2 separate regions of the Mus musculus genome follow, and region 1 is linked to region 2. The links are chromatin contacts, called in public promoter capture Hi-C maps. All regions are on one chromosome and are shown on one strand. The core of a region is the stretch at or near the end of the contact, and the rest is flanking DNA. Distances in the headings are between cores, read along the strand shown. Region 1 holds the start of 2310034O05Rik (RIKEN cDNA 2310034O05 gene). Region 2 holds the start of A730035I17Rik (RIKEN cDNA A730035I17 gene).

Evidence for each region. Promoter capture Hi-C pulls out the DNA fragments that hold promoters and counts their contacts.
Region 1: a contact with region 2 is called in a promoter capture Hi-C map of liver, with 2.4 times the contacts expected there. The contact joins the promoter of 2310034O05Rik here to the promoter of A730035I17Rik in region 2. A contact is called at or near these places in 2 of 39 promoter capture datasets (hippocampal neurons and liver).

The regions. Positions count from the first base shown.
Region 1 is chr5:100,208,539-100,213,390 of GRCm38.p6, forward strand. 2310034O05Rik (RIKEN cDNA 2310034O05 gene) reads left to right here and starts at 2,154. Exons shown (of 4, transcript NR_040679.1): 1 at 2,154-2,489. Gm36304 (a long non-coding RNA gene) reads right to left here. Exons shown (of 2, transcript XR_001784901.1): 2 at 4,048-4,630.
Region 2 is chr5:98,184,586-98,188,791 of GRCm38.p6, forward strand. It overlaps A730035I17Rik (RIKEN cDNA A730035I17 gene), which reads right to left and starts at 1,399. Exons shown (of 3, transcript NR_153823.1): 1 at 459-1,399; 2 at 133-183. Prdm8 (PR domain containing 8) reads left to right here. Exons shown (of 4, transcript NM_029947.2): 3 at 1-104; 4 at 439-2,863. The coding sequence ends at 2,057.

The sequences.
Region 1 (4,852 bases), core at 904-3,403, 2.0 Mb after region 2:
CACAGTGGAGCATTCACTTACAACCTTCCCATAGTGGAGCACTCTCTCACAACCTTCCCTTTGTGGAGCACTCTCTCACAACCTTCCCATAGTGGAGCACTCTCTCTCAACCTACCCCATTGTGGAGCACTCACTCACAACCTTCCCACAGTGGAGCACTCTCACACAACCTTCCCACAGTGGAGCACTCACTCACAACCTACCCCATGGTGGAACAGTCTCTCACAACCTTCCCACAGTGGAGCACTCACTCATAACCTATTCCACAGTGGAGCACTCTCTCACAACCTTCCCATAGTGGAGCACTCTCTCACAACCTTCCCATTGTGGAGCACTCTCTCACAACCTTCCCATAGTGGAGCACTCTCTCTCAACCTACCCCATTGTGGAGCACTCACTCACAACCTTCCCACAGTGGAGCACTCGCTCACAACCTACCCCACAAGCACACATGTGTACACTTTTGCTATCCTGAATCTTAAACCTAGGGTGGGAGGGCATTGGGAGAACAGAATCAGAAACATGGGCCCTCCTCATCACACCACCTCCGTGGTCCACATTCTACCCACTCTACCCACTTCAGGGAGCACTGGTCTGGCCTGGTTCCTGCAGGGTGACCCACAGCCTGTACATTCCTGCCCCAGCCCCCAGGTCTTACTGTTTCCTCCAGGCCAGCTCCCTCTCTCCAGCTGTCTGCAGACCTTTATCTTCGGGATGCTATTTCCCAGACATCCGCAGCCACAGGAAGCATTAGTTCTGCCGCTAAAGCGTGGACAGTGCAGGGCAAATGACTTCTGGCAGCAAGCAGTTACGATAATTTTTTAATGATACAAGCAGTCCTCAGCCAGGACTGTTCCATGCAGGCCTGCCTGAGCAGAACCCGGAGCTGACCAAGGGTTTCTCTCCTAACATGGTTTGATTGAGCGAGACATTTGATTTGCACTTCTATTAAAGGGAAGTAATGTATTAAATTGTTTTGATGCTGCCGCTCGGGCTATTCTCAGTGAAAGAATGCACTCTGTCTATACCTCTGGCTGGCTCCTGTCTCCCACCACTCACAGGTCCAAGGCCAGGGTTTCCTCTTATTTTTTGAAGCCAAGTATGACCTTGAACTTATGACCCTCCTGCCTCCACTTACTGGGAGCAGCAATTACAGGCAAGAGACTGGTTTTGTGAAGGGCCAGCAACCGAGCGCAGGGCTTCAGCTAGGCTAGTTTCTTAAGTGAAGGCTCAGGACTTTCCAAGTTGCTTGTTTTTCTGCAGCGTTTGCAAAAGCAATTCTAATGTCCAAATGGTGTGGTTGTATTTAGAGAGTGAGGCAGGAGATTGAGAACGGATCTTTTTTCCTTAAGGATCAAAGTAACAGCCATTTTCCTACCTCCATACTCCTACTCTTGTGACAAAAAAAAAAAAAAAAAAAAAAAGAAACCTGGATTGTTATAACTGTTTTCTGCCGGGAGGCCGGAGTGTGTGCATCTGCTAGGGAGAACCTCAGGATGAGGGGAAAGCCCAGCTGAGCTGCCTGGGGTGAGGAAGAAGGTGGGGGAAGCACCTTTTCTCTGTCTTCTGTTTGCCTGGGATTCAGAAACTTCTGCACTATAATTGTAGTCTGCAGAACAGTAGAAGAAAGCCTACAAAAGGTTTTTTCCATGTATATGCAGATGATCATGTATAGCACAGACCAGGCGGCAGCCACAGGAATTTATCATATCTTGCTTCTGGAGGCTGGAGACACGAGCATCTATAGATCTGGTTTCTTCTGAGCCCTCCTCCTCTTTCACTTAAAGATGGCTGTCTTGTGTTTCTCCAGCCATGTTGGTTAGAGCTTACTTCTATAATCTCATTTTATCTTAAACACCCTTTAAAGGCCTCATATTCCAGATGTACTCCAAGATGCTGAGTTCAGCTGAGAACTCAGAGGGAAAGAATCCACCTTGAGGTGGAAACTTAAGGGTTCTTTGGAAAATCAGTTGTGTTGGGTGGTGTTTTTCTCAGGCAAATATGTGAAGGTGACTTGGGCCAATTGGCAGAATGATGTCAGCAGAGACAGACTCACATGGAGTTTTACTAAGTCAGACTCACGTGGTGAGGCAAGACACGCGGAGGACACGTGATGTTTGGAGGGATAAATAGGACTCAGCGGACTGTGAGAGGAGCTTGACTCACTGGTAGAGCTAGCTATGCAACACTTGCTGGTCTCTCATCTTTGCTGAACTTCAGTATGTTAAGAGAGGCACCACGGAGAACTTTTCCTGGGGTTGCTGGTGAGCTGAATTCCTTCTGCTGACTCCTGCTGTTTCAACTGAGGCCTGGCTGTTCCTGCTAGGTCATGCCACCACTGCTGCTATCCCAATACTACTGAACTGGACTGCTGCGGGTGTATCTGTGAAGTGTTTACAAGTAGATCGAGCTGCCACTGCTGACCTGTGAACTGAACTGCTGATTCTCTGACAACGGGGATGGAATTTGCTCCAAAGAACCATTTCCAGGCAGGTCCACTTCCCCCACGTCCTTTCTTTCCCACTGCCTCTGCTGGGTGGTGGGCTAGAGAGGAGGCTGGAGGGCTTGGGAACCATCATTAAAAGTAGGGTTTGAAGGAATTGAAGATACACCACCCAGTGACTCTGTTCTAACCTGCTTTACTTGGGACATAGTCTTATTCTCGTGGCTTATGGGTGACCTGTGGGGCTCTAGCCCTGGCCATCTGCAGGTGTGATCTTGGTAGACAAGGGTCTCTTGCATTCCCAGGACACTGACCTTTAAAAGCAGTGACGTGCTTTCTATGAATAGAAACCTACAATGGGTGCTTCCATAAAACAAATACTCTTCTTGCATGTTTACTTTTGTAAGTTTGGATTTCTGGGTCAATAGTTTTCTGGGTGTATGGCGCCTACCTATATTCACAATAACAAAAGCTCAACCAAAAAATTCAAGGTCCTCTTCGTTCCCACTTGGGAACTTGGAATACTCCTGTGCATGAAACAAGCCTGGGGTCCCGCTTCCTGGGCTTCACGTCTGTTTTCTGTTTTGTTGGAAATTAAAAGCCTGGGCCTTGCATATGCTAAGCAAATTCTCCCAAGCTACATCTGCAGCACTTTATTTAGTTTTTAATTGTATATTTTAAGGATATATTAATTTTTCTTTTAAGTGTATGAGTGAGCCTCAGAATCTGGGGTTTGCCAGAAGAAGAATTAGATCTCTTAGAACTAGAACTGCAGATGGTTTTAAGCTGCCATGTGGCTGCTGGGAACCAATCTGAGTCCTCTGGAAGAGCATCCAGGATTGTAACCTCTGCGTCATCTCTCCAGCCCTGAGTCCTTTATTTCTACTTATTTTGAGATAGAGCGGCACACAAGTTGCCCAGGCTAGAGCAGACTTGAACTCTCTGTGTAACCCAGGAAGGCTTTGAACTTTTAATCCTTCAACTTCAGCTTCCTAAGTAACTGGGTACAGGCTTGTACCACCAGGCCTACTAGATTTCTCATTTCGTAATGTAAACAAGAGATGAGACAAAGCAATACTGAAGAGTTTCCTTCTGCACTGCTGAACACTGCATCTACTTGTCATCCATCCATCCCCATCCATCCATCACCCATCCATCCCTTCATCCATTAATCCATCCAACCTCTTATCTATCCATCCATCCTTCTATCCATCTATCTATCCATTAATCTGTCCATCTATCCATTCCTTCATCTATCCATCCATTCCTTCATCCATCCATCCATTTCTCTTTCTTTCTTTCTTTCTTTCTTTCTTTCTTTCTTTCTTTCTTTCTTTCTTTCTTTCTTTCTTCCTTCCTTCCTTCCTTCCTTCCTTTCTTTCTTTCTTGCTTTCTTTCTTTCTTTCTTTCTTTCTTTCTTCCTTCCTTCCAACTATCCATCTTCTATTCATCCAGTAATTATGTAACAAGAACTTCCCAACTCTGAGGCCCTGTTGTGTGGAACACCAGTAAAAACTCATGACCTCCATGACTCTTTAATATGAGTTGTAAATTGAAGGCATATCGGTTTATAGATGTAGTTGTATATAGATTTAGAAAGCTAAGTCAAATGTAAAGTTTATATGTAGTTAGGGGAGGAATGTCCTCCAGATGAAGCTTTCTCCCTCCCTCCTTTCCCCCTCGTCCTTTCTCCTTTCTCTTTCCCTTTTCATTTCCCCTTCTACAGCTAATGTGGAGAAGAATTCCGCGATCTGATACACTCTTCACAGAGGTTCTCCTGGTGATTTTTCAAGTCAGGAATGCTTTCGCTGCATCTCTTCTCGGATGAGAAAGCCATGCTATGATAAGTGGCCTGGAAGTTGTTACAAAGAGCTGCCAAGTGCCAAGAACATTGTTCCATGGAGAGCTGGAGAAGAGTGTGAGGTTGGGGACACAGAAAACAGCAGGCTGGATGTTACAGCAGAAGGCATTTGTGTTATCATCGGATGAGCCAAGACAAGTCTGTCAGGGAGTGTCAGGGAGGTTTTAATCACGTCGCTGGGCTCTGTGAACTCAGTCAAGCTTCGACAGAGAGTAAGAGACTCTGGCAGGCAAATCATCCTAGCGCATGAAGGCCACAGACCTTATTCTGGAGCAAGTCACTACATAATATTGTGACTTCCTGGATCCATCAATGCTCGTTTTATCCTTTAAAAGGAAATGCAGAAAAAGTTAAAGCAATGTCGCACAAAAGCAAAGTGCTGTTATTTATAGTGATCTAGGCATCAAAATGGTATGTCTTAATCATCAATCAACTTCATAACTATATCTCCACTAGAGTATATTACATAAGATGCTCTTCTGCATAGGCACTCCTACTCCAAGAGTCTTCCAGGTTTTTGGTTTTTTTTTTTTTTTTTTTTGGAAGCA
Region 2 (4,206 bases), core at 149-2,648:
CTCTCTCCGCAGGATTGCCAAAGATGAAGAGTTACTAGTTTGGTACGGGAAAGAACTGACTGAATTGCTCTTGCTCTGCCCGTCTAGAGCTCACAAAATGAACGGTAGGTTGGCTCGGGTGCCTGGGCTCACCTTGCACATCATAGGGTGGACGAAGCTTCTGAGGTGTTGTCCCGAATGGAACTAGGACAGAAGGGGAAGGAAAAGTTGGGGAGCGTTTGACTTAGTAAATGCACAAATCAAGAAAGTAAGTTGCACCAAATAGGATAGTGTATTCATTTTTTTGGGCACTCAGCCCAGAAAGATAAAGTGGATTTGTTATGGGGAGGATGGCTAAGTGGCCTAGGGGCGATGCTAACTAACCATGTGGGGTGTGTGTGTGTGTGTGTGTGTGTGTGTGTGTGTGTGTGTGTGTGTGTGTGTTTGCTCACTAAGCAGGGTCGTCTCCTTACACATGCCTGGAATGCAGCCAACGTTTCCAGTTTGAGTTCCCCTATGTGGCACATCTGCGATTCCGCTGCCCCAAGAGACTTCACAGCACTGATGCGAATCCCCAAGACGAGCAAGGGGGCGGCTTGGGCACTAAGGACCACGGCGGCGGCGGCGGTGGTAAAGAGCAACAGCAGCAGCAACAGCAGCAGCAACAGGAGGCGCCGTTGATCCCGGGCCCCAAGTTCTGCAAAGCCGGCCCCATACACCACTACCCCGCGTCATCCCCGGAGGCGAGCAACCCGCCGGGCTCCGCGGGTGCCGGCAGCGCCAAGCCGTCCACGGACTTCCACAACTTGGCTCGGGAACTGGAAAACTCCCGGGGAAGCAGCAGTTGCGTAGCGGCCCCGGGCGTCGGCAGTGGCGGCAGCGGCCACCAGGAGGCGGAGCTGAGTCCCGACGGCGTCGCCACCGGCGGCTGCAAAGGCAAGAGGCGGTTCCCAGAGGAGGCGGCGGCGGAGGGCGGCGGCGCGGGGCTGGCGGGCGGCCGTGCGCGCTTCTCCGAGAGGCCGCTGGCGACCTCCAAGGAGGAGTTGGTGTGCACGCCGCAGCAGTACCGCGCCGCCGGCAGCTACTTCGGCCTGGAGGAGAACGGCCGGCTCTTCGCGCCGCCCAGCCCGGAGACTGGCGAGGCGAAGCGCAGCGCCTTCGTGGAGGTGAAGAAGGCGGGCCGCGCGGTGGGCTTGCAGGAGGAGGCGGCGGCGACAGACGGCGCAGGGGGCACGGCCGAGGACCCCGACGCGGGAGGCGGTGTCGCCGGCGGCGGCAGCAACGGCTCGTCCACCCCCGCGGCGGGGTCGCCTGGGGCCCCCGAGAAGTTGCTGGCTCCGCGTCCCGGAGGCTCTCTGCCCGGACGGCTGGAGGGCGGGAGCCCCGCGCGCGGCAGCGCCTTCACCTCGGTGTCGCAGCTGGGCGGCGGTGGCGGCGCGGGGACCGCGGGGACTGCGGGGGGCTCGGGGGGCGGCCAAACGGCCGCATCGGACGAGCGGAAGAGCGCCTTCTCGCAGCCCGCGCGCTCCTTCTCGCAGCTGTCCCCGTTGGTCCTCGGCCAGAAGCTGGGCGCTCTCGAGCCGTGTCACCCGGGAGACGGCGTGGGTCCCACCAGACTCTACCCGGCCGCCGCCGATCCGCTGGCTGTGAAGCTGCAGGGGGCAGCGGACCTGAACGGAGCCTGCGGGCCCCTGGCGAGCGGCGGTGGCGGTGGCTTGCCCAAGCAGAGCCCCTTCCTCTACGCCACCGCCTTCTGGCCCAAGAGCTCGGCTGCGGCGGCAGCGGCGGCGGCGGCCGCCGCCGGGCCCCTGCAGCTGCAACTGCCCTCCGCGCTCACCCTGCTGCCGCCCTCCTTCACTTCGCTGTGTCTGCCCGCGCAGAACTGGTGCGCCAAATGCAACGCCTCCTTCCGCATGACCTCCGACCTGGTGTACCATATGCGGTCTCACCACAAAAAGGAGTATGCCATGGAGCCCCTGGTGAAGCGGCGGCGGGAGGAGAAACTCAAGTGCCCCATTTGCAACGAGTCCTTCAGGGAGCGTCACCACCTGTCCCGGCACATGACCTCGCATAATTAATTGTTGCGTAAAAGACTCCGGCTTTCCACGCGTGTGCACGCACAGTCAAGCCACCTGCAGGAGCAGACACGCGAGGATGACATCCACCACTACCTTATGCCCCCAAACACTGCAACCAAACACGTGCACACACAGGTCCCTCCCCTCGCCAGGAGCCTCATCATCCAAATGTTTAATTTCACACACACACACACACACACACACACACACACACACACACACGCACGCACGAACGCACACACGGACGCACGCACACGATGCACAGGATGGTGGATTTTGGATTGGGTGGGTTGTTTGAGCGGGGTTTTCTTTTGAATGCACGAATTTTCACTTTCCCAAAAACAAAAGTACATTTTTAAAAAAATGTCATATATTGCAACATATTGATGCATTTGTCATACGTTTCTACTTAAATTATTAAGCACTTATGGTTTAGATGTAATAATTATATGTAAGGACAAAGTTTATTTTAGATATAAAGTAATGGAGGAAGAGGAGATGCGTTCTGCATTTCCTGATGACAGCTGTGTTCTTACAAAAATAAACAAAATGGATAAAAAGGGGGGCGCCATTCGGTTTAAGTTTCCAGGGGGAAGTGCATGTATCATGAAATGATTATGGACTTCAGTGAAGAATGTCATCAATGATGTAAATATGTATTCCCTTTTAATACAAAGTGTAATTTTGTGCCAGTGACATGGAGTCTGAATAGTTATGTGTTTCTTCTATCCCTAAGAGATTTATTAAACGGTATAGTTTATCCAGGTATGTTGGATGCTTTGACAATAAATAACTATTTTCCTCAAAGCAAATATTTGGAAAGTTTACAAAAAATATTTTTAGGTCAGTATAATACTTTGGATAGTTGATGCCTTTTCGTTGACTCCTTGAAAAGAAGCAAGGAGACCACAGCTTCCTCTGCAGGTATTAACTACAAGCCAGTTTTGAGCCTAAGGGTGTTGATTGTCACTTGAAGATTCTCTATCTGAAAGGTGTTGGGTTTAAGGATCAAGGACAAATCACTTAGGTGCAGTAATTGCCATACAGGTTCCCTGTCAGAACTTTGTAGGTGTCTCTTCCAGAAGGAAAAGAATTACTCTCCACATAAGTGACCAATCTGCATTTTTTAAGCCCACTTTAGGATCTAGTAGTGATACTTCCCCCAAGGGATGTCCTACATTCTAGAACTTCAAGCTTCCTATCATCCATTAAGGACACATAGAGAATCTATCAAGTAATACAATTTGAAAGACCGAGGTTTGCTGATGGTATATCAAAGGCCTCCGTGTCCACACATGTCTATCTGGGAGTGATCCTGAGACAAAGATACCGAGGAACCAACTGGTTCTTTATGAAAAGTCGCTGTCATCTTGGCTTCTGACTTCAGTTCTTAGAGAACATCATGTTTGTGTCTGGTGTACACTGAAGCCTCTACACTAAAAACCAAATGACCAATGAGCCTTCTTTGCAGCAACCTCACCCCCACCAACACACACACACACACACACACACACACACACACACACACACACACACCTCTCTCTCTCTCTCTCTCCTTCCCTCCCCTCCCCCCTCCCCCCATTGAACCCTTAACTACACCTCCCTTTTTGTTGATTTCCCCCTTCCATGTGAAGGATGCTTGTGGAGAGATCTCTAGTGGGAACTTCACACATGTCTTCATCTCAAGGCTTTTCAAAAACTTTCCCTAAAGGATTTTGAAGCCTTCATTGTTTTAAGGCCACCAGACAGCAAGTTGCATTTAGAACAGGGACCCTGTTGTAGGGGTGATAAATGTATTCAGGGAATATGGCCACTTTGGTGGAAAAGCTGTTTGTCTACCTTGGAGTCATTCGAATACTATTTTGGCACTATAATCCTTTGAGGCCTGCTTTCAGTTTCCCCACATAGTCTGATGACTTTACACTCAACCTGCTCCAAGTGTAAGTAAGGAAAGGATGGTCCAAAACGTACTGGTTTTGCCTCTGCTAATGTTAGCTGGTGTTGTCATTGGTCACATCATTTGGTGTACCTGTGGATTGCTTATGTCTTCTAGAAAACCAGGGAAGCACATTCCAGTGTCTTCAAATTACGTCTAGCACAGAAGAGAGTTTTTGTTTCTTTTGTTTTTCCCAGTGAAACAAATAATTGG